3 separate regions of the Zea mays genome follow, and all the other regions are linked to region 2. Evidence: chromatin contacts called from public Hi-C data. All regions are on one chromosome and are shown on one strand. Each heading gives the region's core, a stretch centred on a gene start, on an enhancer-like site or on the middle of the called end of the contact. The rest is flanking DNA. Distances are from core to core; before and after follow the strand shown. Region 1 holds the start of LOC100274311. Region 2 holds the start of LOC606430 (deoxy xylulose synthase 2). Region 3 holds the start of LOC100279210 (Forkhead-associated (FHA) domain-containing protein).

Region 1 (3,736 bases), core at 989-3,488, 190 kb after region 2:
TAGATGTAAAGAAACATGCAACTTAATTACTAATTGGCAATGGTAGCTAAATAAGTAGGCATCATATTTTAAGGTTTTAGTTCATAGATATCATGATGATAACAAATTTTGTCGAGGAACTGGACAAAGATAAAAGGATTTGTGCAGTGACCAGTTGGCTTGGCAATGAGGAGTGCAGGGAATGCTTATGCTTCTTGCTATTTGTCTTAAATACAGATCAGAACTACTTGAACCTAAGATCACATTTTATATAGTTTCCAAATTATAAGATATTTTGGCTTTCCTAGATACATAGCTTTTACTATGTATCTATATATAGTGTATATCTAAGTGTGTAGCAAAATCCATGTATCTAGAAAAGCCAAAATGCCTTATAATTTGGAACGGAGTAATTGATAAATGATGATGATAAAGTAAAAAAATCACCTGGGTCCTTTTCCGATGGCTTAAGAACAAAAGTATTGCCACACGTAACTGCTATGGGAAACATCTGCAGCCATTGAAAAATAAGAAACGTTCGAAGTGACCAAATATATTCTCTCTAGTTGAACAATTTCAGTGGAAAATAGCAGCAGAAATAATGACAGTGTATGGAATAGTACACTCATGAAAATAGCACAGGTCATGTTGAAGTAAGAATGCAAGGGTATAACATTCACATAGTTCAAATTGGTGCCAAGCCTTCTATTACAAACAAACTGACAGGGCAGAAAAGGTTAGGTTAGGCATACCCATAGGGGAATCATAGCAGGAAAATTAAATGGGCATATCCCAGCGCAAACACCAAGTGGCTCCCGAATGCTGAAGGTGTCAATCCCATTAGAAACATTTGATACATATTCGCCCATTTGCAGTGTTCCCATTCCACAAGCATGCTCCACCACCTCTGTATGATAAGGAGTTCAAAACCAAAGCGGTACGATAAATGGTCAGCATAAGAAAGAGTTCTATCGCAGAAAAAAGTCAACATTTGGAGCATATGAGCAGAGCATTTGAGGCTGCAATAAACAAATCAGCAGTAATATTGGCATTTCATGAAATCTAGACCTAGAAATCATGAGACCACATGTGAGACTGCACAAATAATTACCAGCATACATGAGAAAGCAAAGTTTTTCTGCCTGTTGTTGCAAAACTAAGATCTGAAATCAAGTGATGATTGAATTTTTCCTTTGGGTGATACGGAAACATTAAGATAATTGGTCCAGCTGTCTAACCAAATAAGAAAACCTAGTGCGTGCTTTCAATAATCTCGGGACTAACCTAGGCCGCGGAACACGTCGCCCCAAGCATCTTTTAGCGTCTTCCCCTGCTCCGTAGTGATGTTCTCTGCAAGCTTGTCCTGTAATCAGGAGGCCACGGCAGTCACCAAAACCAAGACCAGATAACATCAGAACGACACAATAAGGACGGTAATTGAACAAGGGATATTCACCATGTTAGCCCGGATGAGCTCCTGGAACTTGAACATGACGCGCTGCCGCGTCGTGACGGGCGTGTTCCGCCAGCCGGGGAAGGCCGTCCTGGCGGCATCGACGGCAGCTTTGAACTCATCGGCCGTGGTGAGCGGGATCCGGGACACCACCTCCTGCGTCGCCTGCGACAACCCCCACACATCCACCGTTGACCGTTCCAAATTCGATCAACCCGAAATCAAAAAAAAAATATTGGGAGGGAAGCAGGGCTCACGGGGTTGGTGACGTCGACGTGCTCGTCGGCGCGCGACTCGACGAACTCCCCGCCGATGAGGAGGCGCACCCTAGACTGGGGAGGAGGAATGCGAGAAGTCAAGCGGGACGAGGTGCCGAGCGCAGCACGCGCAATCAGACAGAAGCAGAGAACCGACTGGGGGACGGGGAGGAGCCGCGGGCACGTACCGGGGCGGAGGCAGGGCCGTTGGAGAGCCACGCTGCGGCGGCGGCGGCGGCGGTGGATAAGTGGGCCGTCGCCGGAGACCGGCGGAGCCCGGGGGCTGCGCGCGTGCGGGAGGGTGGGGTCAGTCGCTCGGTCAGTCAGGGAAAGGAATGCCCCGGCGCGACGGGGTGCAGCTGGGCCGCGCGCGTACCTGAGCGGAAGAGCGCCGAGCGGAGCATGGGTCGACGGCCGGTCGATCGGCGGCGGCGGCGCTTCCGGATTGGGGCGCGGAGTGGCTTGGCGTCCGAGGACGAGCCACCGGGTGGGAGTGGTTTGTTGGGCTCGTGGGTGACTGCGATGGATGTCGTCGTGCCTGTAATTTTGTATAGCGGCGGCGCCGGCGTCTCTGGGACCCACCTGGCAGAGAGAGATAGAGATCGTGGTTAGTGGTGACGAGACGGCGGCTAGCGTGATGAGTGTGCAGTGCGTCAGTCGGTCGGTGTCGTGCCTATCAGAATTTGCAATCAGCCGAAGTGCGAGCTGACGTTGCCGAACGTTAAGCACGACTAAATCATCACAACTCCTTTTAATCTAACGTCTCTAGTTGTTTGCTATATTTCCAACGTGGTGGTGTGTAGTGGTGAAAGATGTTATTTATAAATTAAATAATTAACTAGAGACGTTATATCTAAAATGAGCGGTGATAATTTAATATGTGTATTATGTGTAACAATCTTTCATGTGCACTAGATATGCCCTCTTTTCTTCGAGGATCAATTGAGTAATTGGAAGTATACAGATAGCTTGCAATTAGAATGTACGAATGATTTGCGTGTTGAGATCGGCTGGTTGTGGAGAGATTAGTTTTATAAAAGACTAATACAATGTCTATGTCGCATATATATCATTTGATTAGAATGTACGAATGATTTGCGTGTTGAGATCGGCTGGTTGTGGAGAGATTAGTTTTATAAAAGACTAATACAATGTCTATGTCGCATATATATCATTTGAGGGAGGTCTACTGTTGCTCGTTCGGGTTGACAATAGGCCATCGTTGTTAATAGGGCACCATATTTGATGAGTGACTGTCACAATCTATCTTAATCCTCTCATTTCAACTGTAGAACCGATCATATGGACAATGATAAAGTAGCTAGCTAAGAGATTGATGCATGATGATGAGAAACTAAATCGTCTCCTTGTCTTTCTCACCCATGAACGGTCAACGTAAAGCTATTTTTTATTATGACGACGGTGGTGAGCCTCCTGTCGTCTCGTGCATCACCATTCCCCTCCTCCGGATAATGGTGATGATGAGAGTAAGAGACTAGAAAAATACAAAACGGATTAGTAGTGTATAATACAGGGTACAAAAACCACCATACGCACTTCCTCTGATCGTACAGCGTGTATTAATTAGTAGTGTATAATACAGGGTACAAAAACCACTTGCACACCAAGATTCCTCCAACCTTCGTGTCAAAATGCAACCAACGCACGCTAGACTCAAAGATCAGACACGCATGACGCCTGCAAACTGTAAGCAAGATCCATCGTTACATTGGTCAGTGAGTCAGTCAGTCATGTGCATCATTCAGCTGCTGCGATCCTAACGTTGAGCCTCCTGAGCCAGACGGAGTGGAGGATCATGTGGAACGCGTCGTACCGGCGGGGCGGCCCGCCGTGCAGCATGAAGTGGCGGCGCACCATCCTCACCCGGCGCTGCATCCGGATGTACTGCCGCGGCGACACGGCCGCCAGGATCTCCTTGAGGCGGGGAATGTCGGCGACGCGCAGGCGCAGCGCGAAGGCGTCCCAGTCGAGCACGTCGGCGAAGGGCAGCGCGTACTCGCCGTCGTCCACCACGACGGGGACGCAG
Region 2 (4,180 bases), core at 471-2,970:
CGCCGCCGCCTCCGCCGGCGGGTACCCCTTCCCTTTCTCCGTCACGATGTGGATCAGCACGGGCCCCGGCGCCGGCATCGACTTCACCTTCTCGAAGATGGTCACCAGGTCCTCCACGCAGTGCCCGTCCACGGGGCCGATGTAGTAGAGCCCGAGCTCCTCGAACAGCGACGACCCGGAGGCGCTGATCATGCCGCGCGCGTACTCGTCCACCTTGGCGGCCACCTCGTGCGTCGGCCCGCCGATCTGCTTCGTCACGGACTTGGCCGCCTCGCGGAGGCGCCGGAACTTGGTGCTGGACTGGAGCTTAGTCAGCGCCCGGCTCAGCGCGCCCACGGGCTTGGACGGCCCGTCCAGCGTGGCCGTCGGGAGCGACACCTGCTTGTTGTCGTTCAGCACCACGATCATGTTGGCGTCCAGGTAGCCCGAGTTGTTCATGGCCTCGTAGGCCTGGCCGGCCGTCATGGCGCCGTCGCCGATGACGGAGATCACGTGGTTCTTGCGCCCCAGGAGGTCCCGCGCCACGGCCATGCCCAGCGCCGCCGAGATGCTGGTGGAGCTGTGGCCGACCCCGAACGCGTCGTGCGCGCTCTCGTCGCGCTTGGGGAACCCCGCCAGCCCGGAGGTCTGGCGGATGGTGTGCATCCGCGACCGCCGCCCCGTCAGGATCTTGTGCGGGTACGCCTGGTGGCCCACGTCCCAGATGATCTTGTCCTCCGGGGTGTCGAACACGTGGTGCAGCGCCACCGACAGCTCCACAACGCCCAGGCTGGAGCTCAGGTGCCCGCCGGTCTTGGACACGGTGTGCACGACCTCCGCGCGGAGCTCCGCCGCCAGCTGCTCCAGCTCCAAGATCGACAGGTTCTTCATGTGGAGCGGGTAGTTCACGGTGTCCAGCAGCGGCGTCGGCGGCTTCTCGCCGGAGAAGTCGATCTTCCACGGTCCCGACGACGTGGCCGCCGCCGCCGGCTCCTTGGAAACCATCATCTTCCCACCATCGGCTCCGATGCTGCTACTGCTGCTGCCGCCGGCTACCTGAGCGCGCACCTGGAACTGCAGACACACGAGTCCAAAACCATGCCCCGTACATGCATGAGCACCGGCACCACATGATGCAGCAATGCAAAAAGGTTCGATTTTTAGGAAAAAAATTTGTTGCAGCCCGGCTGCAAACCAGGCTGTTTGCAGCCCCTCACAAAAAGGTGGATAGGCCCCACCTGCAGGTCCACCAGATAACGTTTTAGTTGTATTATTTATCTGCGGGTGGGACCTATCCTCCTTTTTGTGAGGGGCTGCAAACAGCCTGGTTTGCAGCCGGACTGCAACAAATTTTTTTCCGATTTTTAAGCGCAAGAAACAAACGGAGGAGCAACGTTCCCCAAGGCCGCGTCACGGGCCTGTAAGTGGCCGTACCTGACGCCGGCAGGAAGCGTTGGCGGTGGCCGGGACCGCACGGAACGCGGAAGGCGACGACGACGATGCCTGGAGCGCCATTATTGGAGACATGCGCGCAGCGAGTTCCTCTAGTTTAGCTAGCGTGCAAGATGCCGCTTGGTACAGCTAAGCTGTGTATTAATATGAACTGCGTGCTCCAGTAGCTGGAACTGAAGCTCGAGTAAGTAGCTCGACGGCGATGCCGCGCGCGCGCTGGGGCGAGGAGAGATGGAGGAGAGGAGGAGGATGAAGGCAAGGCGGGGCGTGAAGGAGAAGTGGAGGCGGAGGCGGGTTTATATAGGCACGACGCGCTAGAACGAAGTGGATCAAGAGAAAAGAGAAGTACACGTGGTGGGAACGAGAAGGGAAGGCGAGAAAATGAGGAGAGCTCAGTTTGGGGACGCTGCGATGCTTCTCGCGCGATTAATCGCCAATTGCGTCCAAGCATCGTAGGAGGGCCCTCCCTGTACAAAACATTAATACCCACTCGGTTCGAAATATATTTCTTTCTAAACTACTTTTTTTTCTGTCTATATTCATTTAGATAATAATAAACATTTAGATAATAATAAACATAGATATACATATAACACATACATATAAAATATGTTCATAGGTTAATTAATAAATATATATTTAATCTAAAATCAATTATATTTTAGAAGGGAGAGATTAGTATGTATACGTGTACATATAATATAACAACGAATAAATGTTATATCGGATACATAATATTTATTTAAAAATCATTTTTCTTTTAGTGTTTCTAAAATAATATTTTAATGATGTTTTTATTCAATCTTCTCGAATATTTTATTGTCACCTAGTTAGTTACCCGCATTCCTACTATTTCTATATATCATATAGGTAGACTTTGCTTACATGAGATATTTATTCAAACAAGATTATATTTTTATATTTACAATATCTCTCCTTAAACCTTAGTATATCACAAACAGCCACACGTTGCAATGGTGGAAGATCGGTGCTTCCTTCTGGGGGTGTTGGAGTTTAAATCCCCCTTGCCCCTCATTTTTTACGGTTGCATTAAGAAAATAATTATATTGTGTTAGAAAAATTAGAATGTAAATAGGGCACATTTTCTTGTAGGAAAAAAATCTTAGAGGAAACTCAACTCCACGCATAGGTCACTTGTATCAATTCAGATGTCCATCTAATCATGGTGCTTTAGAAAATTTAGAATGTAAATAGGGCACATTTTCTTGTAGAAAAATTCTTGGAGGAAACACAATTCCAAGAATAGGTCACTTGTATCAAATCAGATTGTTTGTCTCTTTTAAGTGCTACATTTTAAGTGCTACCGTAAGATGGTGACAACAAGATCTAAAGTTTTTTTATCGAATGACTCCAATGCACCAGAGGTAAAAAAGGAAATCAAATATTTTTTTCGATAATCTTAATATTGTTTACATCTTCTTATAAGCAAAGAAATAGATTGATTAACAAGAAGAATAGATCGATTTCAATGTTCTCACGATTCTAGGCCACATTAGCCATTTTTTTATAAAAAATAATATTTATATTTGTAATATATATGAATTGCTATAAATTTTGAGGATCTAGGATTTTGGAGCCTTGGGCGGCCCATGGGACGTCCCTACTAAGCAGCACTACAAATGGTCACTATCGAATTAATGGGCTTTAGATCTTAGTTCAGGCTATCTCCAACGGATCATACGAAAGGCCTGTAAATTATGAAGATAGGGTGAAACATTGGGATCTAAAGATGGATGTACTATTTCAGAGTCATAAGATGAAACATTACTATAAATTCTTGAAGGATGAAAAGGCACCTAACTTTTAGAAGTTTCACAAGTATAGATGGCATTGGAACACATTCTTGTAGCATAAGCAATCGAAAGAGAGGTACTATCTTTCTACAAAGAATAAAGATAATACATTAAAAAGAATACTTTCGTAGGGTTGATCCCACTGATTACAAAAGGGCATTGAAAAGGGGACCAAGATGGAAGATGATCTTGAGCGAAGAAGTGTCACCTCAACGATACACAATTGAAAGGAAAGCACAAAGATTTTGTATTATGCCCAGGGGAAGCATCTTAAAAGACCAAAGCTTATCTTTCAATGAAAGAATCAAATAACCTGTTGAAAGACATGAGATTTCCATTGACAAATCTTTCAATGAAAGTTGTAATTAATAACAACTTAGGAGTATTATATAACAAGGTTGTATTCAAAGACGAAGAGTTTCACTATGATGGACGAAGTTTCAATAAAAAAAATCTTAAGTTAGATAAATAAGAATATGTGACATATAATGACATACATAGTTCACTAATGAAAACCATGATGCATTGTATTCCAGGTCGGAGGAAGTAGGAGCACAGGGGTACCTAAGAGAGAGAGAGAGAGAGAGAGAGTAAAAAGCTACTGTTGCTTGCAATGTGAGGAATTTGGATCCTGCTAGAGACTTGTGCACCAAACGGAAGAAGAGAATAACTTTTGTACCCTATTTGGATGTAGATATTGGAGCACAGAATTAAGAATTGAAAATCAGCTTTTCTAAATTATGTTGTTTGGTTGCACGTGGAATTGAGATATGAAATCAGAGTCCCAGTTTCCTGTAATTGGACTATAACTAGAAACCCCTCTCCTAATACAAAGCACCGCCCATTGGTATTGCGTGGAATTAGACTGCACAATTCTAAACTCTAATTCAGTGACATCTAAACAATAGAATTAGAATTACATTTCATTTCAATAT
Region 3 (4,018 bases), core at 613-3,112, 250 kb before region 2:
GAAGATTGTTCTTCCGCCACGCGGGGAAGACGTCGTCGATTCCGCCGCTGGCGGGCGGGCTGTCGGCCGCCATTGTCGTTGTCGCACGGCGGTGGAAGGAGTATCATGTCGTAGCTGCCGTCGAAGGACATGAACTCAAGACTCCCGAAACGGAGCACCGTCCCGGGTTGGAGAGGTTGATGGAGACTGCCCATCTGGAGCTTGACGGGAAGCTGTTCGTCAACACGCAGCAGGCCCCTACCTGGCGCGCCAACTGTCGGCGTTTCGAGACTGGGGGGGTCCCTTGGGCCGACGAGTGAGTGTCGCCGCGTGCCCGAGCCCAGATGGGTCGAGCGCGAGGGCGAGCGCGAAGGGGGGAGAAGCGAGGCAGCCGGAGACCGACGTGAGAGAGGTGAGAATCCTGCGGCCTTCGTGTTTGTCCCGCGCCCAGGTCGGGTGCGCTTGCAGTAGGGGGTTACAAGCGTCCACGCGGGTGAGGGAAGCGAGCGGCTCCGAGCGAGCGCCTGTCTCGTCCTCGTCCCCGCGCGGTCAACCTCCTCTAAGAGGGCCCTGGTCCTTCCTTTTATAGGCGTAAGGAGAGGATCCAGGTGTACAACGGGGGGTGTAGCAGAGTGCTACGTGTCTAGCGGGGGAGAGCTAGCGCCCTAAGTACATGCCGATGTGGCAGCTGGAGAGATTTTGACACCCAGCTGGTGTGATGTCGTGGCCGTCGTAGGAGCGATGGAGCCTGGCGGAGGGACAGCTGTCGGAGCGGTTGAGTCCTTGCTGACGTCCTCTTGCTTCCGTAAGGGGGCTGAGAGCCGCCGTCGTCACAGAGCATGCGGGGCGCCATCATTGCCTATCTGGCGGAGCTAGCCAGATGGGACACCGGTCTTGTTCCCTGCGGCCCGAGTCAGCTCGGGGTAGGGTGATGATGGCGCTTCCTGTTGACGTGGCTGGCCTGCGCCCTAGGTTAGGCGATGTGGAGGCTCCTCCGAAGCCGAGGTCGAGTCTGTCTTCCATGGCCGAGGCCGAGTCCGAGCCCCTGGGTCGGGCGAGGCGGAGGTCGTCGGCAGAGGCTAGGGCGGAGTCCGAGCCCTGGGGTCGGGCGAAGCGGAGTTCGTCGTCTTCTGGGGCTGAGCCCGAGTCCGAGCCCTGGGTCGGGCGGAGCGGAGTTCGCCGTCTTCCGGGACTTAGCCCGAGTCCGAGCCCTGGGTCGGGCGGAGCGGAGTTCGCCGTCTTCCGGGACTTAGCCCGAGTCCGAGCCCTGGGTCGGGCGGAGCGGAGCTTCCTATGGTGCCTTTGGCAGGGCCTGACTGCCTGTCAGTCTCACTCTGTCAAGTGGTACTGCAGTCGGAGTGGCGCAGGCGGCGCTGTCCTTCTGTCAGGCCGGTCAATGGAGCGGCGAAGTGACGGCGGTCACTTCGGCTCTGCCGGGGGGCGCGCGTCAGGATAAAGGTGTCAGGCTACCTTTGCATTAAATGCTTCTGCGACTTGGTCGGTCGGTGCGGTGATTTAGTCAAGGTTGCTTCTTAGCGAAGGCAGGGCCTCGGGCGAGCCGGAAATATGTTCGCCGTTGGAGGGGGGCCTCGGGCGAGACGGAAATCCTCCGGAGTCGGCTGCCCTTGTCCGAGGCTAGGCTCGAGCGAGGCGTGATCGAGTCGCTCGAATGGACTGATCCCTGACTTAATCGCACCCATCAGGCCTTTGCAGCTTTATGCTGATGGGGGTTACCAGCTGAGAATTAGTAGTCTTGAGGGTACCCCTAATTATGGTCCCCGACAGTTCTATACTGCTGTCTTCCTCATCCATTTCTGCTTCCTCTGCTGTAACTACTACTAGTTCTTAGTTGAATCAATACCTATTGTGAGTAGGTCGCTGACTGGTAGCCGCCTCGGGCGTGGCGGGATGGACCGTGGAGGACGACGTCCTCCTCGCCATCGAGGTAATCTAACCCGCCCTGCCTAGACCCGATCATCATCCCTCCCCCCCCTCTCGAAAACCCCGCGAACTACGCAGGAACGCTACGCCCTCACGCGCTGCTCCTGCCGGCGCAGAATTTTGGTCCTGTGTTCCACTAACTTCCCGCCCCGCTCCGGCCGGCGGCCGCCTTCCCTGGGCCGAGCGCCACCGTCCCAGGATAGTCCGCTATCGTCGTCTCCATCGCGTTCGATTCGTGGTTCGTCTGATTTCAGTATTGCTGAATTTTGGGTTCGCATTGCCGCCCCGTCGCTTGTGTGGCTTTGGATTTGATTGCTCGGCGAAAATTTGAGAATACGATCGTCCCCTCCGCCCGCAACACTCATCTAAGTGAAGATTTCCTGTAGATTATTTGGGCTTCTGTTTTACGCGGGGGCACCTGGGTTGCTGAACCGCTGCCTTATACGAGTGTCCTGTTGGTTCGCGTTATTCGCGCTCTGTAATTGATAAATTTGCGTCGTTGCTTGCTGCAGTGCTGCTAAATCCCGGGTCTGATTTATGTTACTCAGTAGCCTAGCTACTGGATTTAGTGTCTTGAGCTTCCGTACAGAGGATTTAAGATCCTTGTTCAACAATGTGGCAAGTTGGCAACATACCTGAATTCATGTTTGTAGAAGTGAACAACGTAGGAACACAACTTTAACACCTGAGGTCGATTCAGTTCACTGAAATGATCAACTTATCCTGTCTGTCCCATTCCTACCACATTTCATGCTATTTTTCCAGCTTGTAACTTTCAGGAACGGGTTAGGCCATTCTCAATGGGAGTTTCATACTCATTAAATACGGTGACACATCATCATACTTGGTGACATGACAATTCATTTAAGAGGGGAGATATAGAGAGTTTTATGGGAGATGGTAGAGTTTCACGAGGATGAAACTCTGCATACACGGTTACCTAGTTTAAATCTGATGTGGCAGCATTGAAAACAGTGCATTGAAACTCATTATTAAGAATGACATGGTTACTTCTGAAACAATTATTCTCCTGTAGTTGCATTTAATAATTAGATACATCAAAAGGTTGAGCAGTTATTGATGTCCCTATTTGATACATTAGAGAAGTGTTTTGGTACTGACATGTTTGATTTAGGGTCTGTTTAGGTCGCATGTGCTAAACTGCTATTGGATGTTAAAGTTTAGCACTTCAGTTTGGGTCTCCAAGTGCTAAAGTTTAGCTAAAAGTGTAGTGCTAAACTTTAGCTAATATGCCTGGGCCTTCGAGGAGTGCGTAAGGGCGAATAGAGGAGCAGCGCAGCCTGGGACAGGGACCTGAGCGCGTATGGTGGAGAAGAGCGAGAGTGAGAAACATGAGCAAGATCACCGTCGACCAGGGTGACCGAGGTAATCGCCGCACAGGGAGATTGTATTTCCTTCGATGTCTAATTACACGCTACTGCTTCCCCTTTATAGATCAGGGTCGGCACCAACTGATAAGAGATAAACATGCTTAACAACTCCCTGGTATTATCTAGCTAACAACTCCCTGCTATTATATAGCAAACAACCCAACTATTATTTAGCTAATCCTTATCTGCTGGAACTTAAGAGTTATCTGCTGGAGCCGAGCTGCTGGCTTCACCGCCCCTGGTCTGGGTCCGGTACTCCCTCTGCTGCCTCCTAGTGTAGGTCTTCCCCACAAATGCATCTGCAACATTTCTCCCCTCCCGGAGAAACAAGTCGTCCGTGACCTGTATAGCTGGATACCGTAGTTGGAAATCCTCTAGCTGAACCTAGGATGCTTCTGCTGCTGGACGACCCACCCAGTGAACTAACACTTCCCACACGCCTCTGTTAAGCCTTGCCTTGGATACCTTCTCAGGTGTAGGTACCTCCCTGCCATGTAACAGATCTGGAAGAGGCACCACCTCATCTGGCAACTGCCCAATAATTTTTTATAGTGACACATGAAAAACATCATGATTTTTGCCTTCGGAGGGAGTTGCAATTTATAAGATACGTCCCCCACTAGCTGTGTAGCCTTGTAGGGCCCAAAGAAACGAGGTCCCAACTTGGATGTAGATGCTGGTGTCACGCCCACGGCTGACCTTTGCTG

What was found. Hi-C and Micro-C count contacts between places; a contact is called where the count stands out from the background.
Region 1: a contact with region 2 is called in a Hi-C map of endosperm, with 2.1 times the contacts expected there. The contact joins the promoter of LOC100274311 here to the promoter of LOC606430 in region 2. A contact is called at or near these places in 7 of 25 Hi-C or Micro-C datasets (bundle sheath, ear, endosperm and 3 more).
Region 3: a contact with region 2 is called in a Hi-C map of leaf, with 4 times the contacts expected there. The contact joins the promoter of LOC100279210 here to the promoter of LOC606430 in region 2. A contact is called at or near these places in 3 of 25 Hi-C or Micro-C datasets (ear, leaf and tassel).

What each region holds. Positions count from the first base shown.
Region 1 is chr7:14,196,945-14,200,680 of Zm-B73-REFERENCE-NAM-5.0, reverse strand. LOC100274311 reads right to left here and starts at 2,238. Exons shown (of 19, transcript NM_001148674.1): 1 at 2,066-2,238; 2 at 1,878-1,972; 3 at 1,690-1,764; 4 at 1,436-1,597; 5 at 1,264-1,342; 6 at 732-886; 7 at 427-490. The coding sequence starts at 2,093. It overlaps LOC103632072 (probable glycosyltransferase), which reads right to left. Exons shown (of 3, transcript XM_008653928.4): 3 at 3,205-3,736. The coding sequence ends at 3,448.
Region 2 is chr7:14,388,013-14,392,192 of Zm-B73-REFERENCE-NAM-5.0, reverse strand. It overlaps LOC606430 (deoxy xylulose synthase 2), which reads right to left and starts at 1,720. Exons shown (of 3, transcript NM_001308497.1): 1 at 1,414-1,720; 2 at 1-1,053. The coding sequence starts at 1,506.
Region 3 is chr7:14,641,086-14,645,103 of Zm-B73-REFERENCE-NAM-5.0, reverse strand. LOC100279210 (Forkhead-associated (FHA) domain-containing protein) reads left to right here and starts at 1,862. Exons shown (of 15, transcript NM_001350279.1): 1 at 1,862-1,924.